Linked DNA regions of Ovis aries: region 1 is linked to region 2. A link is a contact called in public Hi-C data. All regions are on one chromosome and are shown on one strand. Each heading gives the region's core, a stretch centred on a gene start, on an enhancer-like site or on the middle of the called end of the contact. The rest is flanking DNA. Distances are from core to core; before and after follow the strand shown. Region 1 has its middle 180 kb from the start of ARL4C. Region 2 holds the start of ARL4C (ADP ribosylation factor like GTPase 4C).

Evidence for each region. Hi-C and Micro-C count contacts between places; a contact is called where the count stands out from the background.
Region 1: a contact with region 2 is called in a Hi-C map of blood, with 4 times the contacts expected there. The contact joins the enhancer-like site here to the promoter of ARL4C in region 2. A contact is called at or near these places in 8 of 16 Hi-C or Micro-C datasets (blood, hypothalamus, liver and 2 more).

Annotation. Positions count from the first base shown.
Region 1 is chr1:6,757,989-6,761,565 of ARS-UI_Ramb_v3.0, reverse strand. It overlaps a transcript of SPP2 not described here. Among named protein-coding and RNA genes, the nearest start is that of ARL4C, 180 kb to the right of the region's middle. Within about 2 kb of position 2,200, at least 4 of the 54 cell types and tissues checked have an H3K27ac peak or open chromatin away from gene starts, as enhancers often do.
Region 2 is chr1:6,573,903-6,577,983 of ARS-UI_Ramb_v3.0, reverse strand. ARL4C (ADP ribosylation factor like GTPase 4C) reads right to left here and starts at 2,455. Exons shown (of 1, transcript NM_001162554.1): 1 at 1,877-2,455. The coding sequence starts at 2,455. The coding sequence ends at 1,877. It also overlaps a transcript of SPP2 not described here.

The DNA.
Region 1 (3,577 bases), core at 951-3,450, 180 kb before region 2:
CTCTGCCATGGTCTGGGCAGGAGTGGGTGAGGGGTTGGGGATGATCCAAGTGCATCAGATTTATTGTGCACTTTATTTCTAATATAGTAAATCAGCTCCACCTCAGATCATCAGGCATTGGATCCTGGAGGTTGGGGGACCCTGCCCCAGAGCTCTTGGAGGGAGCACGACTCTGCCAAAGTCTTTGCTTCAGGCCTCCAGAACTGAGAGAGAACACACATCTGCTTGGAGCAAATAACAGCATTCCTAGGAAACTAACACCATGCCATATTTTAATACGCATTTTACTTAAACAAACACAGACAGACAAAAAGTCAGCTGAAACTCATGTTGGCAGGAGTGTGTGATCTTCTCATGGTGACTGAGAGCTCTTTTGGAAAGCTATGAAGTTACTGATCTAAATCATTAAACACATACTTTTGTTTTACCCCATTCACAGAGCTATTACCTAAGGAGTAATTACAGGTGTCCATGACAATGTTCACTCCAACACAGATTATTCCCGGGCCTCTAAGGATACCCGTCTGACACCATCTTTCGCTTGTCAACAAAACAAAATGATAAAAGTCATTGCTGGTGAAGGTATGGTGCATGCGTACTCAGCTGTGTCTGACTATTTGTGACCTCGTGGACTGTAGCACACCAGGCTCCTTTGTCCCTAGGATTCTCCAGGCAAGAATACTGGAGTGGCTTGCCATTTCTTACTCCAAGGGATCTTCCTGACCTAGGGATTGAACCTCAGTTCAATTGGCAGGTGGATTCTTTGCCAATGAGCCACCTGGGGAGCCCAAAGATAGAGTAGTTAGAGCAATTTCTCTCCCCTGTAGGAGAGCAAGTATCAGTGCAGCTGCTGCAGGCTGCTTCAGTGAGATATTAACGTGTGTTCTTCCCTTCTGAATTTTCCCTTTCTCCTTCAAAGAAAGTAGCCAGGCTATATGAGTGTCATGCTGCTGCTGCTGCTAAGTCGCTTCAGTCATGTCCAACTCTGTGCGACCCCATAGACTGCAGCCCACCAGGCTCCGCTGTCCCTGGGATTCCCCAGGCAAGAACACTGGAGTGAGTTGCCATTTCCTTCTCCAATGCACGAAAGTGAAAAATGAAAGCGAGGTCGCTCACTTATGTCCAACTCTTCGTGACCCCATGGACTGCAGCCTACCCGGCCCCTCCGTCCATGGGATTTTCCAGGCAAGAGTACCGGAGTGGGCTATGAGTGTCCTACTGCTATGTAATAAATACCACCAACTTAGTGACTTGAGACAAAATCTATTTATAGCTTACGGTTCTGGATTATCCAGGCAGGCCTCAACTCATTTCTGTGCTCAAGGTTTCACAAGATTTAAATCACAGCGGTCAGCAGCCTATTTTCATTGCTGGTGGCTCTAGGGGCAAATCTACTTGCAAGCTCATTCTGATTGGTGGTGGAGTTCAGTTTCTTGGGACTGAAGTCCCTGTTTCTTGAGGACCATCAGCTACAGGTCATTCTCCACCCATGGAGACCCTCACTTTCCTTGTCTTGTGGACCCTCCATTGCCAAAGCCAGCATTTGGCCTCTTTCCAATCCAGCCCATTTCCCACTGTCTCCAGGAAGGCCCCAGCCCCTTGTGAGGACTTGTCTTATTGGGTCAGACCCAATTGCTGAAAATAAATACACTAATTTAATTAAAAAAATGCGGACTGATAAGTAAAGCACCCAGTCTGGACATGATTTTTTCACTGTGTTTCTGTGGCAGAGGAGAGCAGATACAGCAGTCTCCCTATAAGGGAGGAGAAGACAACCTGGCCCCCAAACTCTTGACCTAAATGAAAAGCTCACATAGATGGTGGCAGGAGGACTTTCAGTAACGTGATGGTATGGAATTGTTGTCTGGTTGTCGTTTCTTCATCCTGCTGCCTGTCTCCTGAAAGGTAATCCCATATTTCTCCCCCTTCTCCACACACACACGTGCACACACTCTTGCCCAGACAGGACACCGAGGACCAACAACAGTCCCAAGGTTTCAGCTCCTTCTGCAAATCCTGAGGTCGTGAGCAACAAGCCAGAGGCCTAGCATGCGTCAGCACACTCTGGTCACAGAGGTTAAACTCTTAGATCAGAAAGACGCAGGGACTTTGGGGAAAGGGGAAGTATGGGGACTGAGGCCTCGAATGGGGAGCTCAGACAGGAAGTTATTTAGGAAAGGAGCTCAGAGCTAAACCTGCACCTGCTCTCACTTCCTCATGAGGAAAAGAACCACACTGACCACGCGGCACTGGAGCCTGGGCTGTGGTTCCAGCAAATGTCACAGCAAGAAAATGAAGACATGTTTCACTTTGGAATCTAGCATTTTCCTCCTGGAGCGCCTTGCTCTGATGTTTACTTCTGACGTGAGCCTTTTGAATGGTGAACTTCTTTATGGTTCTGTTTTTGCTTCTGCCCACACCCTGCATGCCACGCACCCACCCCCAGGACACGTCTGCCTCTACAGGGGCACACAGAGATATACACTTTATTACACACACATACAAAGTCAGATACACACACAAACACATAGACACTCTCATATACATACCTACTCACAGGCACACATATTCATATAAAGCTAAGCATGCTCAGTGGCTCTGTCATGTCTGACTATTTGCGACCCTATGGACTGTAGTCCACAAAGCTCCTCTGTCCATGGGATTCTCCAAGCAATAATACTGGAGTGGGTTGCCATTTCCTCATTCAGGGGATCTCCCCGACCCAGGGATCGAATCTGTGTCTCCCAGATTTCTGCACTTGCAGGTGGATTCCTTACCACTGAGCCACCTGGGAAGCCCTCAAAGGTAAGCACTACTCTCAAACACAAATGCACACACATGAACACATGCAGTGTTCAAATGTACACACAAGCACAGGACTTTTGGGCAGAAATTTTGCCTAGAATCTGGAAAGCTTCTTTGGAGTGTTTGCTCCCTCAACAAACATCTACTGGGCATCTAGTTAATCATCGTGTTGGACATCAGAGGGTAAGCTGCTGGAATACAGAGGCCTGGCTCGTGGACCCAGAACAGAGGGCAGATAAGGAGTCACAGGGTTGCAGCTCTGAAGGCTGCAGCAGAAGACTGCTGCCACGGAGTTGAGCACAGGGATGGAGGTCTACCCCAGCCTGTGACGGTGGCCTTCCTGGAAGAGGAGGCTGCGTCTTTAAGCGGAGAGGAAACAGTGCAACCTGAAGCTGAAGCATTTCATTCACCTGGGCTGCCTGGTCTGTGTGACTCACCTTTATATTCCTACCTCCTGGCATCTTCAGAATCACGGGGCGCACCTCCCATTTGCAAGGCTACACAGGCAGATTGACAGAGCCGCTAGCATGAACCATCAAGGAACCAGACATGTTTTGTTTTGGGATTCTACACACTCAGAGCCAGATATAATGAAACTGAGGATAAGTGCTTAAAGGAACCAGAATGAGAATTTAAGCCTAGGAAGGCAAGGACTAGAGAGAACTGAGCAAGAGTGGGCATGCTGTGACATATAAAAGGAATCATCCCTTTGCTCAGTGGGACAATTCAGCCAATCTTTCCAACCTGCTGCTGTCAAATGTAAAATCAAGCA
Region 2 (4,081 bases), core at 1,206-3,705:
TTATTTATAGGCATGGATTTATAATTTGACTAACTCACATGCTCACGCATGACCATGCCCAATTTCTAAAGGCCTCTTTCACACAAGAAATTTATCATTATTCGTGGATGGGGGGAACATAATCCTACCTGTAAACATGGATTTAAAGAAGAAATCAAAATCATACAGTAAGTATAAGTTTCCCTTTTGATACTGTGTTTGGGGGTGAATGACAGCTTCTGCAAACCAAGACTCAGTCCTGATTATAAAGGATTTTTTAAATTACATTATTAAAAATAGGTATTTCTTCTTCTTTCACTTTATTTCCAAAGCCTCTTTCAAGTAAACTGTGAGGAGCCTGAGGACAGGTGACGATTACGTCACATGCTTTCTTTCATCCCAAGCGCTCACTGTGTCTGCATTTGCTCTGCAACCAGTTTCCACAAGCAGGAATCAGGAAGGACCTCCTTGTGCTTTTCCCTCGCCTTGAAATCCATGCAATGAGGTGGGCTTTTGCAACAAGGTGGGCTTTTGTCTGTCGGTGCATAACATCAAATACTCTAATGAGACATTTGCAATGAAAATACTTAAACCAGATAGGCCACAATGAACCAAATTAGAAATTTGAACATGTCGCCACTTGCAGCGTAAAGGAATCTAAAAAGGCAGTCTTTTTTCCCCCTAAATTGAGTATTTCTATGGGGAGTATTCATTCGTAGCATATTATTTTTAAGGAAAAAAAATGTCTGAAAACCATAACTCATCATCAAGCGGTTAGGATTACAAGACACATCCCTTGCCAAAACCCGCTTGTCATTCAGCACACATCTGCAGCTGGTGTGCTCACACAAACCAATCAGCAGGCTAAAAAAAAAAATTGAAGATTCCACACATATGGGTCTAGAAATGTATGCCGATTACACAGCACTGTATCTACACACACCCCATCCAGCACTGACGTCAGGAGCCTTACCCTTTAAACACCTTTAACTATTCTGCAAAGAGTAAATGCATCATTTGCCACCACCTCCAACAGTTTCTTGTTTGTAATTTTTTTATTGGTCTCTTTGTGTGATAATGACCTACACATGGACAGGGTCCAAACCATCTGGAAGATGTCTGATTCCAGGCTGAAAAGCAGTTCTCAACAAAACTGGTCTTCTGAAGCTACCACAAAGCACCAGGAAAGGGGCGTTCTTCGCGGCCATCCCCCAGCCCAGGCCAGCACAGCGCCCCGCGCCTTCCAGCTGCGGTACTGTTCCACGCAGTCCTCTGATGGCCCAAACCACCACCTCGTTTGGGCCCAGAGCAGGGCAAATGGATTTTCACAGGGTCCTGCCCTGTGACATAAAATTATCCAGCTTTCATAGCCCAAGGAGAGGCTGTTCCCCCAGCACCTCCCACTGCCACCGTGCCCCCAGTTGGGAACTCCCGGGGTTCTGGGAGCCGCATACCTCAGGTAGCTCACAGGTGCGATCCCCAGTGAGGGCGGGGGAGCCTGAACTTCTGGCCCTGCTGGAGTAGGAGGAAATTGCTTTTGTCTCGGATATCTGAGCCTTCCAACCTGGGCCAGCAGGGCGGACGGTGGGACCTGCACGTCCACTCCCCAGCCGGGTCCCCCACCCCCTGAGTAGCTCCGGCTTTCAGACAAAAGGACCCCTGAGCTGCGGGTGGGGGGGGGGGGGCAGGTCGAGCGCAGGCTGGCCAGCTTGCCTACATACCCAGGTTAAGTCACCAGTCCTGCATGTGGGTGCAGAGACTCCGCTTTAAAAATTCGAAGCGTCGCTTTGGTTCGCTGTCTTTGTTCGCGGGCGCGCGGGCCACACAGCCTTTCATTCATTCATTCCGGACTCGCTCGCTCCCCGCGCCTAGCCCCGTAACGTCGCCGCCCGGAGCATTACCGCTTCTTCTTCTGCTTGAGGGACTTCCTGCGTTTCAGGATCATCTCGTACAGCTTGTCCATGCCCTCGGTGAGACCCTCGCCGATGATGGCGCACGCCGGCTGGACGTGGTAGGTGGTGGCCGGGATGAGCTCGTGCAGCGCCAGCTGCTTCTCGATCTCCGCCACGGGCAGCGACTTGGGCAGGTCCTGCTTGTTGGCGATGACCAGCAGCGGCGTGCCCTGGTTCTCGGCGAACTTGGTCACTTTGTGCAGCTCTGTCTTGGCCTCCTCCAGCCGGTCCACGTCCACCGAGTCCACCACGTAGATGATGCCGTCCGTGCAGCGGCTGTAGGACTTCCACAGCGGCCGAAGCTTCTCCTGGCCGCCCACGTCCCAGAAGTGGCAGCTGATGCCCTTGGCCGTGCCGTTGCTCAGCTTGATCTTCTCCGTGTTGAAGCCGATGGTGGGCACGGTGTTCACGAACTCGTTGAACTTGAGCCGGTAGAGCACCGTGGTCTTGCCGGCCGAGTCCAAGCCCAGCATGACGATGTGCAGAGACTGGAAGGCCGAGATGTTGGAGGAGATGTTGCCCATGGCTCCTCGCTGCGGCGCCGGCCACTGCGGCTGCGGCGGGAGGGCGCCGCCCCCCGCCCTCCGGAGCAGTTACGGGCCCGACGCGGGCGGGCGCACCTGGGCCCCGCCTGCCGCCCTCAGCCGCCGGCACCGGCCTGGGCTTGGAGTACCCGGGGCGCACGGCTCGGCGCGCTCAGACACCGCGGCCCCCGCGCCCGCGCCGGCCGGGCATCGCGTCTCTCTCGATGGGCTTTGTCTCCCGCGCAGTCTCCTCCGCTGCGGCGCCGCGGGCTGCTCGCGCCCGTCGCCCTCCCCCGCCGGCCCCGGCTCTCTCTCTGCTGCTTCCTCGGGCCGCGCCCCCGCGCTCCAGCCGCTGCCCTGGCTCTCCGCGGCTGCGGGTTCCGGGCTCCGAGCGCCGAGGGCTCGCCTCTGCCTGGGCGGCGCCGCCGGGGGGCCAATCCCACTCCCAGGGCGAGCCTCGGAGGCGCAGGCGGGGCGTGGGCTTCCCCGGGCTTCGCTGCCTGCGCGGTCGCCTGGCTGTCCCCGCAGTCCCCGCGCCGCCACCGCCGCCGCGGGCAGCCTGCTGCGGCAGGAGGGCGCCCGGCCCCGCCCCTAGGAGGCCCCGCCCCTCATCCCGCCCCTATGGCCCCGCCCCTTCGTGGTGCCCTCGTACCGACGGCCCCGCCCCTCGCCCGCCCCGCCCCCCGCGCCCCGCCCCAGGTCGGGCGTGGACCTCCCAGCCCGGCGGGCCGCTTTCGCGCCTTTCAGTGCTTTCGAAATCGCCCTGGTCGTCTCCTCCCGCGCCGCACCCAGATAATGGGTTCCCGAGCTGCCGGCTCTTCCCGCCTCGGCCCTCTGACGCATCTTGTAAAAATAGCTCCCGGAACTCCACGCCCAGCCAGCCCCAGGCCGGACCGACTGTCCGGCGGGACTGCAGCGTGGGAGGCGCAGCCGGCCTCCAGGAGCGAGGGCTGGGGATCCAGAGTCCAGGGCAAGGCGGGCCGGGGCAGCCCTGCCCGAGGGACTGGGGACCATCCAAGGTAGAAGTGGGGTGAGAGTGCCCCCTCTGGGGAGAGAGGGCTGTGGATCAGGGCCCCGACCCCCAGACTCCCCCACCCAGTAGAGGGGAAAGGAGGGCGTGGGCCGCAGGGAGCCAGCCCGGGCACGTGGCCTTTGCGGTGCCCAGGACACTGACCCTCGCTGGTACGCTGGCTCACTTCCCTGCCAGAACTCCGGGGGGATGGGGTGGGGTCTCCACGGGATCCCCGCTGCCCTGGGGCGCAGACCTGCGCGCATTTCGCCCCGGAGGCCTGGCTTCATTTAAGGAGACTTGTCTGTCCCCAGATAGCTCCGGCGACTCACCAGCCCCAGACAGCCCCTTTGCTACCTCCAGCGTCTGCGCGGACATCCCAGGTCAAGCGTGAGCATCTCAGGAGAGCACCCTCTACCACCCATGGCACTTAGAGAACTGAGAACCTCCTGCCCACAGGTGAGCCAATCCTCCAGCGACTGGTGCTCCAGGGGCATTTAGGCCTGAAACAAAAATGTGTCAGCAGCTCCGAGTAGGTTACACCGTAGGTCACAGGCACCAGTGCCCAGCCCCTGGCTGGCTTCTCCCATCACTCCGATTCAGTGCTCTCATTCTAG